2 separate regions of the Mus musculus genome follow, and region 2 is linked to region 1. Evidence: chromatin contacts called from public HiChIP or PLAC-seq data. All regions are on one chromosome and are shown on one strand. The core of a region is the stretch at or near the end of the contact, and the rest is flanking DNA. Distances in the headings are between cores, read along the strand shown.

Region 1 (5,345 bases), core at 1,628-4,127:
TTTCCGTTTCTCCCACCTATAACAACAGTCTTTGCTTTTTCACTGCTTCAACTGTCCACAGGGTAGCAAATTTATTGGCTTGTTACCTCATCTGAAAACTGGCCAGTCCTTCAGATCTCTAATTCCCAAATACACCAAATACACTGTGCCTGCTTATATTTTGAGTACATTAAGTCTTTAAAATGCCTCCAGTGAAAGAGGAAGACTCCTCCATTGTTGGTGGGATTGCAAGCTTGTACAACTACTCTGGAAATCAGTCTGGCGGTTCCTCAGAAAACTGGACATAGTACTACTGGTAGATCCAGCAATACCTCTCCTGGGCATATACTCAGAAGATGTTCCAACAGGTAATAAGGACACATGCTCCCCTACGTTCATAGCAGCCTTATTTATGGACCGAAGCTGGAAAGAACCCAGATGTCCCTCAACAGAGGAATAGATACAGAAAATGTGGTACATTTACACAATGGAGTACTACTCAGCTATTAAAAATAATGAATTTATGAAATTCTTGGGCAAATGGATGGATCTGGAGGATATCATCCTGAGTGAAGTAACCCAATCACAAAAGAAGTCACTTGATATGCACTCACTGATAAGTGGATATTAGCCCAGAAACCTAGACTACCCAAGCAAGATAAGGAGACCAACTTGTGGATACTTCATTCCTCTCTAGAATAGGGAATAAAATATCCAGGGAAGGAGTTGCAGAGACAAAGTTTGGAGCTAAGACAAAAGGATGGACCATGCAGAGACTGCCCAACCCGGGGGTCCATCCCATAATCAGCCACCAAACACAGACACTATTGCATATGCCAGCAAGATTTTGCTGAAAGGACCCTGATATAGCTGTCTCCTGTGAGGCTTTGCCAGTGCCTGACAAATACAGAAGCGGATGCTCACAGTCATCTATAGGATGGAACACAGGGCCCCCAAGGTAGGAGCTAGAGAAAGTACCCAAGAGCTGAAGGGGTCTGCAACCCTATAGGTGGAACAACAATATGAACTAATCAGTAACCCCAGAACTCATGTCTCTAGCTGCATATGTAGCAGAAGATGGCCTAGTTGGCCATCATTGGGAAGAGAGGCCCCTTGGTCTAGCAAACTTTATATGCCCCAGTACAGGGGAAAGCCAGGGCCAAAAAGTGGGAGTGAGTGGGTAGGGGAGCAGGGCAGGGGGTGGGAAGGGTATAGGGGACTTTTGGGATAGCATTTGAAATGTAAATGAAGAAAATATCTAATAAAAAATCAAATGAAAAAAAACAAAAACAAAAACAAAAAACCAAAGAGGGGAAACCCAAAGGAATGGGAGCTAGGATAGGAAAGTATGTTGCCAGTGATCCACTCAGGTTCCAGCAGGACTCTCATGGGCACTTGTACCTTTGCGAGCCTCTTTTCCATATAAAAAAAGAAAACATATTTTCCTGTCTTGCCATAGCTACTAATTTAATACAGGTTGGATTCATGATCATACATGTTTATTGTTATGTCAAAAATAAAATAGATCTTAAAATAAAAAAATAATAAAATAAAATAAATAAAATGCCTCCAGCATGGTGGTATTGTAGATGAAGTAGAAGGTAACGATTTGTTAATAGTTTTATGTTTCGATGACATGATGGGGCACTATGGTTGTAGAAATCATTCCTGAAGGGCTTAGGCAGACCTGGTTCAAGGTCTCTGAAACTCTGAAAACTCATATCAAGAGGTTGCTCTCGGGAGATCATTAGCTAGGAGTCTAGAATAAATGAATAATTCCTGACTTGACTATGATCTCCATCTACAGACAACGATGTAATGACGATGTTTCTTGAGCCCATAAGAATGGTCTGCTGTAAGTACAATAGAGGTGGGTTTTTTCTTTTTCTTTTTTGAAGACACTGACTTAATTCAACCCAACACTGTAAACCACTCATCATCCCAGGAAGGAAATTGAAGTGATTTCTCTGGTGTCAGTTCACAAAGACATTTCTCAAGAGGAAAATACAAAACGCTTTCATCTTGACTTTTAATTCTCTCATTCTGAACTCGATTACTTTCACGTATCAGTTTGACCTTCATCCGTTTGGGAGCCTTAAAGGTGCCATTGGACTTTTGCAGGTCCTCTTGCTGTAAGAGGGACATGAGGACACTTCTATGGATCCATGCAACCAGACCATTCCCTTCCCTCCCATTGACTAACTTTCCTTGTCAATGAAGCATCCCCATTGGCAAGAAAAATTCATAAACCATGAACCACACTGCTTCATAAAATAATCTAGAACACCATTTTGTGTCTTTAACTCCAGCACTCGGGAGGCAGAGGCAAACAAATCTTCATAAGTTTGAGATCAACTTGGTCTACTGAGCAACTTTCAGGACAGCGGAGTTATATAGAGAAACCCTGTCTGGAAAAAAAAAATCAGATCATTCAAATTCCTAAAGCACATAAACACAAAAATAATTGTTAAAATGGTTGTCCTGTGTGACTTAACAAGCAGGCCATACATGTAATAGTTTAAACAAGCTGGCAAAGATGAATATGAAGTAGCTTGTGGCACCAATGTTGCTTAGTTCTTTGGATCTGGATCAAGTTGACACAGCTGTGGAACTAAGATGGCCTCATTCACATCTCCAGTCTCAGCTGGAACACAGCACAGGGTTCCCATTCTATTCTCTTTGAGGCCAAGTGAAGTGTCTTCCTCAGGTGACCTCTGGTTTCATAGCAGCCAAAGAACAAGTTCCATTGTGCAAATTCAAAAGGCTACGGTATCCTGTTTGCTAATGTCCCACTGTTAAGGAATTTTAATCTACCAACATGGCTGCTCTGGCAAGGGAAAGATCTTCTAGGTCTACATGACTCTGCTGGAATGCAGACATGCCCTGAATTACAATATGACCTGGCTGGACACACCCTTAGTACACACTTTCTATCCCTAACAATGAAGGTAAGGTTAGTTTATAGGAGGCAGCAGCCATGTTTGAAAGTGACATCTAATTGGGGGGTAGACAAAGTGATGAATCAGATAAAGATTTGACAGAATGAGTCGGAGATAGGATACGCCCAACTCACAGGAGAACGGCCCAGGAAAGAGAGGTTACTTAAGAGCAGAAGAAGAGAGGGGGTGGTGGTGGGGTGGGGTGCATATACATGGCAGTTTTACCAGGACAGTTTTACAAAGACAACAGGCAGAAAGAGAACAAGTTAGACATAGGTAAAGACAGAATGAACCAGAGAATGATCCAAAGATTAAAATATATTGCCAAAGTTAGTATAAGGCCAAGCAGAGTAATTCAGGCAGAAATTGAGGGAAGCTAGATTGAAACAACCAGCTTCGAAAACTACATTGTATGGAGGCTAGCAGCTTCCAGGCCTAGGTCTAAGCCTAGGGATAGATAGATGAGAAAAAGAAGCACTCTGGCTCAGTCCACGCTGTGTATTTGTATAGCTTAGGGATGGCTCTCGTGCCGTCCCTTCATCTAAGTAAATAAAAGCAGTATTTACATCCGCACTGGAAAAAAAATATCAACTAAATCAAAGCACAAGGGTAAGAGAGAGAGAGAGAAGAGAGAAGCCCAACATGGTCTTATGCATCTCATCATAGCTACTCAGAAAGCTGACACAGAGACATAAAAGGGTTAAAAGTTCAAGACCAGTCTAGGCAAGATACTGGGATATGGTCTCATAACAAACATCAACAAATGATAACAGGAAATAATCTCTTCTGCTGTACACAGAAACAGCAACATCACAATGACAGAAGACTTTTGTACAAGATGGAAGGGATGGCCACAGCTATCTGCAAACTACCAACAATGTCTCCACTCTGGCCACTGTGCATGGGAACTGATAAGGAGACGTGATGACAGAGTCAGTTGAGCCAGAATGGACCATTGACTATTGTGACCATGAACAAATGAACAATTACTATTCAGGCAACTAATTTCTTAAAATAATCTGCCCAAGCTAACAGAAACAGCATCTGAACCCATACAGTAGATAAATATTCCCTTCTCTTTTTTTTCAATTTCCTGTTTTAAATCCTTTTTTTAAAAGTGTTTTAAAGTAAAATAAATAATGTGATTTTTCTTCTAAATTAATTAAATCTAGCTTTGTAATTTATTGTTGTTGATTTGTTATTTTTGCAATGAGGTCTCACTGTGTAACCAACACTGACCTTGAACTCAGCATCTGTCTGCCTCAGCCTCCACAATGTTGGGACTACACACATAAAGCTACCACTCCCACCGTGCTCATATAGTTTCAACTAGACAGAAAAAGACGAACCAAGTGTTCCAACCAGAAAACCAATTATAGATTAGCAACTTGAACACAGGGTTACTTTCACCATTCCCAGCTACCCTTAGAGAAGGAAGAGGCTTTTGATAGGACAAAACCCAAAGGAGTTGAGAAGATGGCCCGGTCAGCAAGAGCAAGCTAAAAGGCCTGGGTTCAAATTCATAGCACCCAAGAAAAAAAGTAGAGCTTGTCTTTCGTGTATGCTGGGAGGAATTCCAACACTGAGGGGGCAGGGGCAGATAGACTTCCAGAGCTTGCTGCCTGGTTACCCTAACAAAAACAACTCCTCTGTCTGAAGATATTAAGGTGCAGAGCAGTAAAGGAAGGCATTCAACATCCTCCATGCTGTTGGTCTCTGCACGACTGCACACAGGCACATACGTGTGCACAACACACACACACACACACAGAGAGAGAGAGAGAGAGAGAGGGAGAGAGAGAGAGAGAGAACACACATTTGGTGTCTCAAAGCAAACCATCACCTGCATTTGTTCATAGTATGACATGGCAAGGCCAGACTGCAAGCAGTGTGTTTTCTTCTGAATGCATTCAGAATCCACAAAACAGGTTGCAGGGCAACCCCATTCCAAGTTTGAAGCTGAAAGAAAAGATTTCCTCCTCTCTGATAAACATTACTCGCACGGCATTTCTAGACTAGTCCTTCTGAATAGAGCAGGGGACGTGCCCATGCAACACTCTCATGATTAGATTCGAGTTTTGCCATTATCCGGCTGTGTGATTTGAGATGCATCACGTGGCTCTTCTCGTTATTCTCGTTCAGAACCAGTTAATTGAAGTGGTCAGACCAAGTAACTTCCCTAAATGTTGGTTTTCTAGGAACTAATTGAACTAGCTATCTCAAGTTTATTAAGTAAGGATGAAGCGTGGCGGTGAGGGTATGTGTATACCAAGTTCAAGGCCCTACCTTCAGACCCAGTGCCAAAATTCATGAAGAAACAAATAATTAAATAGCTTTCCCCATATCATATCAGGGAATATTGGAAGTATGGTCACTGCAGCATCATGATCAAAAATATAAGCTTTGGGCTGGAAAGATAGCTCAGAG
Region 2 (5,345 bases), core at 1,281-3,780, 330 kb before region 1:
TTTCAGTGTAACAATTCCGATTATTTTGGATATCCAAAATAACATATTGATCCCGGTTGTTGGATGTATGCATGGTAGTTCTATTTTTAGTTTTTTATACTCTCACTGGGTGTGTAGAAGAGTTGCCTTTTCCAGAGTCTTCCTTGGCTTTCTAAAAACAAATAGCCAAATGGCGGAGTGTGGCTTTGAACCCAAGGATATATGAGTCTAAGTTCATCATACTCTGTGCCACTTGGGGGGCCAGTGCTTCCCCTAGACTTCAGTTTCTTCTGCAACTCCACAGTTTCATATTAGGACTCTTTAAACCAGTGTCCTTCCCCTAAGGAAGGTCATTTCTTTATTTCCTTTTCTGCCAGAAAGTTTGTGGTGTTTTTCCTCAAACCTAGAACCTCACACAAGTGCGCTACAGTTGATCTACATACCCCACTCTCTTTCTTTATACTTAAGACAAAAGAGTAAACGCTCATGTCAAGACATTATATAAGAATCCTTTGTGCTGTTTCCATTTAACCTTAGCCAAGACATCAAGAACTAATTCAAGTTTCTTCTTGGGCAGGAACTGCAGAAAACAATGATTTCTGAATCAAAGTATTGTGGTACTTTTAACATCTTTATCCCTTTCTGCTGTTACAGTAAAATAATGTAGACTGAGTAGATTGAAAAATAACATGAGAATTGTTCACATGTCTGCAGGCAGAAATTAAGGGGCTGCAGATTGAGCATATGGTGAGAATATGCTTTCAATGTAAATGTCATTTCTTAGTGTGTCCTCTCACAGTGCCGGGGCAAACAAGCTCATTTGCATTTCTCTTACAAATGCATATGTTCTCCTCACAAAAGTGTTGACCATATAACCTGCCTGTCTCCCAAAGACCCCTCAATACCACAAGAGGTTAAGCTTTCAGTGTATGATTTAAGCCATAGCATCAGGCCCAATGACAGAGACCTTTGGCGTTCACATTCCAAGATAATAAAGTAGAAATTCACCCCTTCTTTCTGCAAAGAGAGGTAGCCCATTAACTCAGCCATAAACTCCAAGTTTCCTCATTTCATGGCCTCTCTTCTCCTATGTGTCAACTGAACCCCACATTCAAGTGACATAAAGGCCCTATCTGGCTGGTTCGTAAGAAAGCAGATATCCTATGGTTTATGTCTCATCATACATGCACATCACTTCCTCACACACATGTTTGCATGCGAACTCACATCCATTATAGCAGGCTAACTCGCTGCTTCAAAGAAAAGAAATACCTCTGAGTTACCACAAGTTAGACTTCATATTTGCTGAATATTGGACTATGAGGGAAAAGTTTGAGGGAGGGGGAGGTAATATGGATCCGTGTGCTTAGGTTTTGTCTGCAGAAACCTTAAGGTCAGAATCCACAAAGATGAATGTGAGACATCAGACACGGGTAGAGTGATGTCTCCCAGGGCTGAGGTTCTATTGAGACCCTCATCTCTGAGCAAAAAGATGTCATTCTAAACAAAAGCCATCTATCTGTGGTTCATTAAAAGAGAAAAATATGGAACATACAAATTTGAAAAAATAAAAAGTCATTTCCACTAAGCTTCTTGGGCAATAAATGCAAATCCATAGGAACCAAGTCAGGACAGGAAGTACTGAGAAGACAAGGTGACTACAGATAACCTGATGGGACGTTAGAGAAAAGCGGAATTAAAGTTAATTGAGATGTCTGAGAGTAGCTGTAATTTAAGACATGCAGTCTTGAAATCTTTCAAGTGGGAGTGGCCACAAAATAATTTGAGTTTTCAACAGGGAAAGCAGGGACTAAGGAGATAACCCCGTCATTAAAGAGATTCCCCTGGAAGCTTGGGGACCCCAGTTCAGCTCTCAGCATCCAATTAATACATAAATCTTTAAAACTTTTGAGTGTGGTGGTGTGGCATGCACCTGTAGTCCTGGGTCTGGGAAATGAAGACACTGGTAACCCTAGGGATTGCTAACTAGTCAGGCTAGCCAGAGTGATGAGAGACTCTAGCTCCAAATAATAATAATAATAATAATAATAATAATAATAATAATAATAATAATAAGTGGATAACAATGAAGTGGACACTCAATGTTGACCTCAGGCCGCCATATGCGCACTTGGGTGCGAGTGAACTTTCATATGCATGTACACACAAGCATGAACACATTAAATAATAAATAAATAAATAAGACTTTATTAGGTCAAGCTAAGGAGATACAATATTTCTAGCACTTTCTGCTTCTACTTCCCCCCACCCCCGCCATTTAGTTTGCTAAAGTAGCATAATAGTTGGAAATGGTTTTCTCTTCACGCAACTATTTTCATGAGCTTGAGTTGTTTTTCTCAATATTGCCTATAACTCGAAAAGGTTAATAAATCAAGCCATGTAGACCTATTTACTTCTTAACATCTCAAGCCATCCCAGAACTTAATTGCTGGAGGCCATGTTTGTTCTGTTATAAGGTCAAATCCTCGGGCTTCCTGATTCCCCTTCATTTTGCTGCAGGGTTACATGATGATGGGTTTGCCAAAAGAAATACAATGACTAATTCTTTCATAGACAACTAAATCTCGAGCTACATCCTAAGCTCTTGAGCTGTTACTGACATTTAAGAGAAAGAGAATCCAGGATACTGAGGAAGAAAAACTAATAACCGAGAGGGGAAAGGGTACCCCAGACAAGCATTAATATCCCACATGATAGCTTGAACTGGCCATTCCTTGTCATGCACCTGGAGACCAAGTAAACTCACCTAATTCCTCAGTGGTTTCCAGCCAGCCCAGCCCCGACTTGCCTTGAGACATGAACTGGCTCCACAGAAACCAGGAAAACAAAGCCTGAGGAAGATTTTGCAAAGCTCAACCGGACAAGCTGTGCCAAGCAAACATTAGATATTTGCAAAGGCATTCCATTCTCCTTGGGCTGGTTTCCTGTGTGCACACTTCGGGAACAATGCCTTCTGCACCTTCCCTAAGGCCCCTACTTTGTCGGATTATAAATGGGCTCCAAGTCTCACAGACTGTAGAGTTCTGTCCCGCTGAACATCAATGCCTATAGACCTATGGTAACACGCATTTCACAGGATGAGAAAGGCACATCCTGTGGCCCAAGATGCTGAGAAATTCTAGAGCCTTGGTGGTCACAATGCACCTTTGTCTTGTACAGGATCAGAAAAGCTGTTCGGGAAAAATCTTGTATGTGTAACCTCCCCAATGCTAGTCCATCCAAAGACCTCTTCACTTTTGACAGGAAGTTAACTTCAGAAATGTTACCACAAGAGATTAGCATGGCTTTCTTGAGACGCTGAAACAAATTGCCACAAACTGGATGTCTTAAGACAATAAACTTTTGGTTTTTGGTAGCTCTAGAGGCCAGGAGTTCAGAAGGTCTGATGAGAGCCAGAGTCTCTTCCAAAACCCTGGAACCCATCCCTTGCCTCTTGAACTTCTGATAGATCTGGGCGTTCCTTGGCTTGAGGCCCCATCACTCAGGTCTCCTGTCCTTTGTGTTTCTCTTTTCATACCAAAAGTCTTCTCCTTAGACCACCCACAGTAGGTTTCTCCTTTCCACCTAAGGAGAGATTTCTCTTCTTCTACGGGGCAATATTTATAGAGTTAGGAATCAGACTGTGGGATGTATGTTTTTATGATCACCATTCAGGTATGCTAACTGAAAGCAAAAGAGTACATTCATCTTGAACCCATCCTGTAACAAACCTAGGCCTTGTTCTGTGCTGATCCTAAAGAGTCAAGGCCTGGTTGGTATCCCCACACCCCCAGTACTTCAGTCTCAGTGGAAGAGAAGGACCTAAAGTGAATTTATTCAACACGAGGCAGTAAGACAATGACAGTTATAATCATAACAGAACGAAGAAGGTGATGAGTTTGCCCTGGAGACACAGGTGGGCTCTTTAGAGATGAGGATGCTCTCTTCAGATTGAAGACTGGGATGGCATGGCGGTGCGTGCAAGAGGTCAGAAGGCTGCTGTAAGTGTGAGGTCAGCTTGGGCTACACAGTGAGACTGTGTCTCAAAACAAGAACAAACAAACCAACAAAAACAGAAAAACACTTAAAAATATTTAAGAATGAACAGAAGTTCCCAAAACAAAAAGAGAAAGAAACAAAGTGTGTTTGAAAATCAGCAGACAGCATTTTGGAATTAGGTCTCTCAGTCCACTTTTATGTAGGTCCCAGGGATCAAATTCAGGTCATCAAACATTCATAGCAAAAACCTTTCCCCACTGAGCCATCCTGCCAGCCCTTGATTCACTATTTGAATGGATATATAAATGAGGACACAGAAGGCATGCTGACCAATTTATCCAGATACTAGAAAATTAGAGTGCTTTCTTGGATGATAATCAGATTTCAAAAAGTTAACAGAAGGTCAGAACTGAATAATTTAATACTCCATCCCTGCATTGTTTTAAAAAAGAAGAAGAAGGCAATACTCAGAAGGTGGATTCATTATTGTTCAGAGCTGTAACTTCAAAGCTGGATAAGATCAAGCCTAATATTTAATATCCTTGAGCAAATGAACAAAGAAACTACTTAACGAATTAACAAGGAAATAACTTGCAAGGTTTACTAGACAAAAAAAAAAAAAAAAAAAAAGGTCATTCAAAGATTTGTGTGAAGAGTCAAGAGTGTATCTGCAAATGCCAGGTAGAGTCTTTATAAAGTAATGATTCCCCCTTACTCTGGTTCTCACGGTGAATGACACCTTATTTACAATAGATCCTTGAACTGTGTGAAAGAAATGAGCCAGATGTCACCCGATGCTCTCTCCATCTTAATGGAGCCCTGTGAAGAATCCTCCCAGGGAGCTTGGAAGGGGAGAGCTCAAAAGCACAAAAGGGATCCGTAGCTGGGTGTGGTGGCCCCTCCCTGACCCCAGCATTCAGCAGGCTGAGGTGGGATGGGAGCCATAAATTTGAGGCTAGCCTGGGTTACAGGGTGACTTCCAAGTTAACCAGAATAAGGTGAGCCTCTGTCTCAAAAGCATAATAGTCAGGGTGTGGGAGAAATGTACTGCCAAGACTAGAAAGAACACTGCCCCCAGTTTCTCTAATCCTAGATGTCAAAATAGACTCAATAAGATCTTAGCTGTTGTGCCAAATAACTGGCACAGAGATTTTCCTGATCATCTTGTCCATAAGTTGGGGGATAGAGTATAATATTTACTTCATAAGTTAGTATCCTATGGAAGATAAAGAATTCAATGTCCATCGTTCCCTATCTGTGTAGTGTATTCTAATTAGCCATTAAGGTGGAGCATGAATGTTCAAGGACATGCAGGCTGTGTTCCTGGGGTACACTTGCGTTAGTCTGCCCTTCAAGAAAAATATTTT

What was found. HiChIP or PLAC-seq counts read pairs in DNA pulled down with a chosen protein or histone mark.
Region 2: a FOXA1 HiChIP or PLAC-seq map of pancreatic cancer cells shows a contact between it and region 1. The contact joins two enhancer-like sites. A contact is called at or near these places in 4 of 115 datasets of contacts at active chromatin or transcription factors (bone marrow-derived macrophages, embryonic limb bud, microglia and 1 more) and 1 of 9 other capture datasets (embryonic stem cells).

What each region holds. Positions count from the first base shown.
Region 1 is chr10:99,290,818-99,296,162 of GRCm38.p6, reverse strand. No RefSeq gene overlaps it. Among named protein-coding and RNA genes, the nearest start is that of Gm34921, 23 kb to the right of the region's middle. Within about 2 kb of position 2,877, at least 8 of the 459 cell types and tissues checked have an H3K27ac peak or open chromatin away from gene starts, as enhancers often do. A contact at or near this core is called in pancreatic cancer cells, where this site is marked.
Region 2 is chr10:99,625,091-99,630,435 of GRCm38.p6, reverse strand. The region is part of intron 1 of Gm20110 (predicted gene, 20110); the gene reads right to left. Among named protein-coding and RNA genes, the nearest start is that of Gm20110, 19 kb to the right of the region's middle. Within about 2 kb of position 2,530, at least 18 of the 459 cell types and tissues checked have an H3K27ac peak or open chromatin away from gene starts, as enhancers often do. A contact at or near this core is called in pancreatic cancer cells, where this site is marked.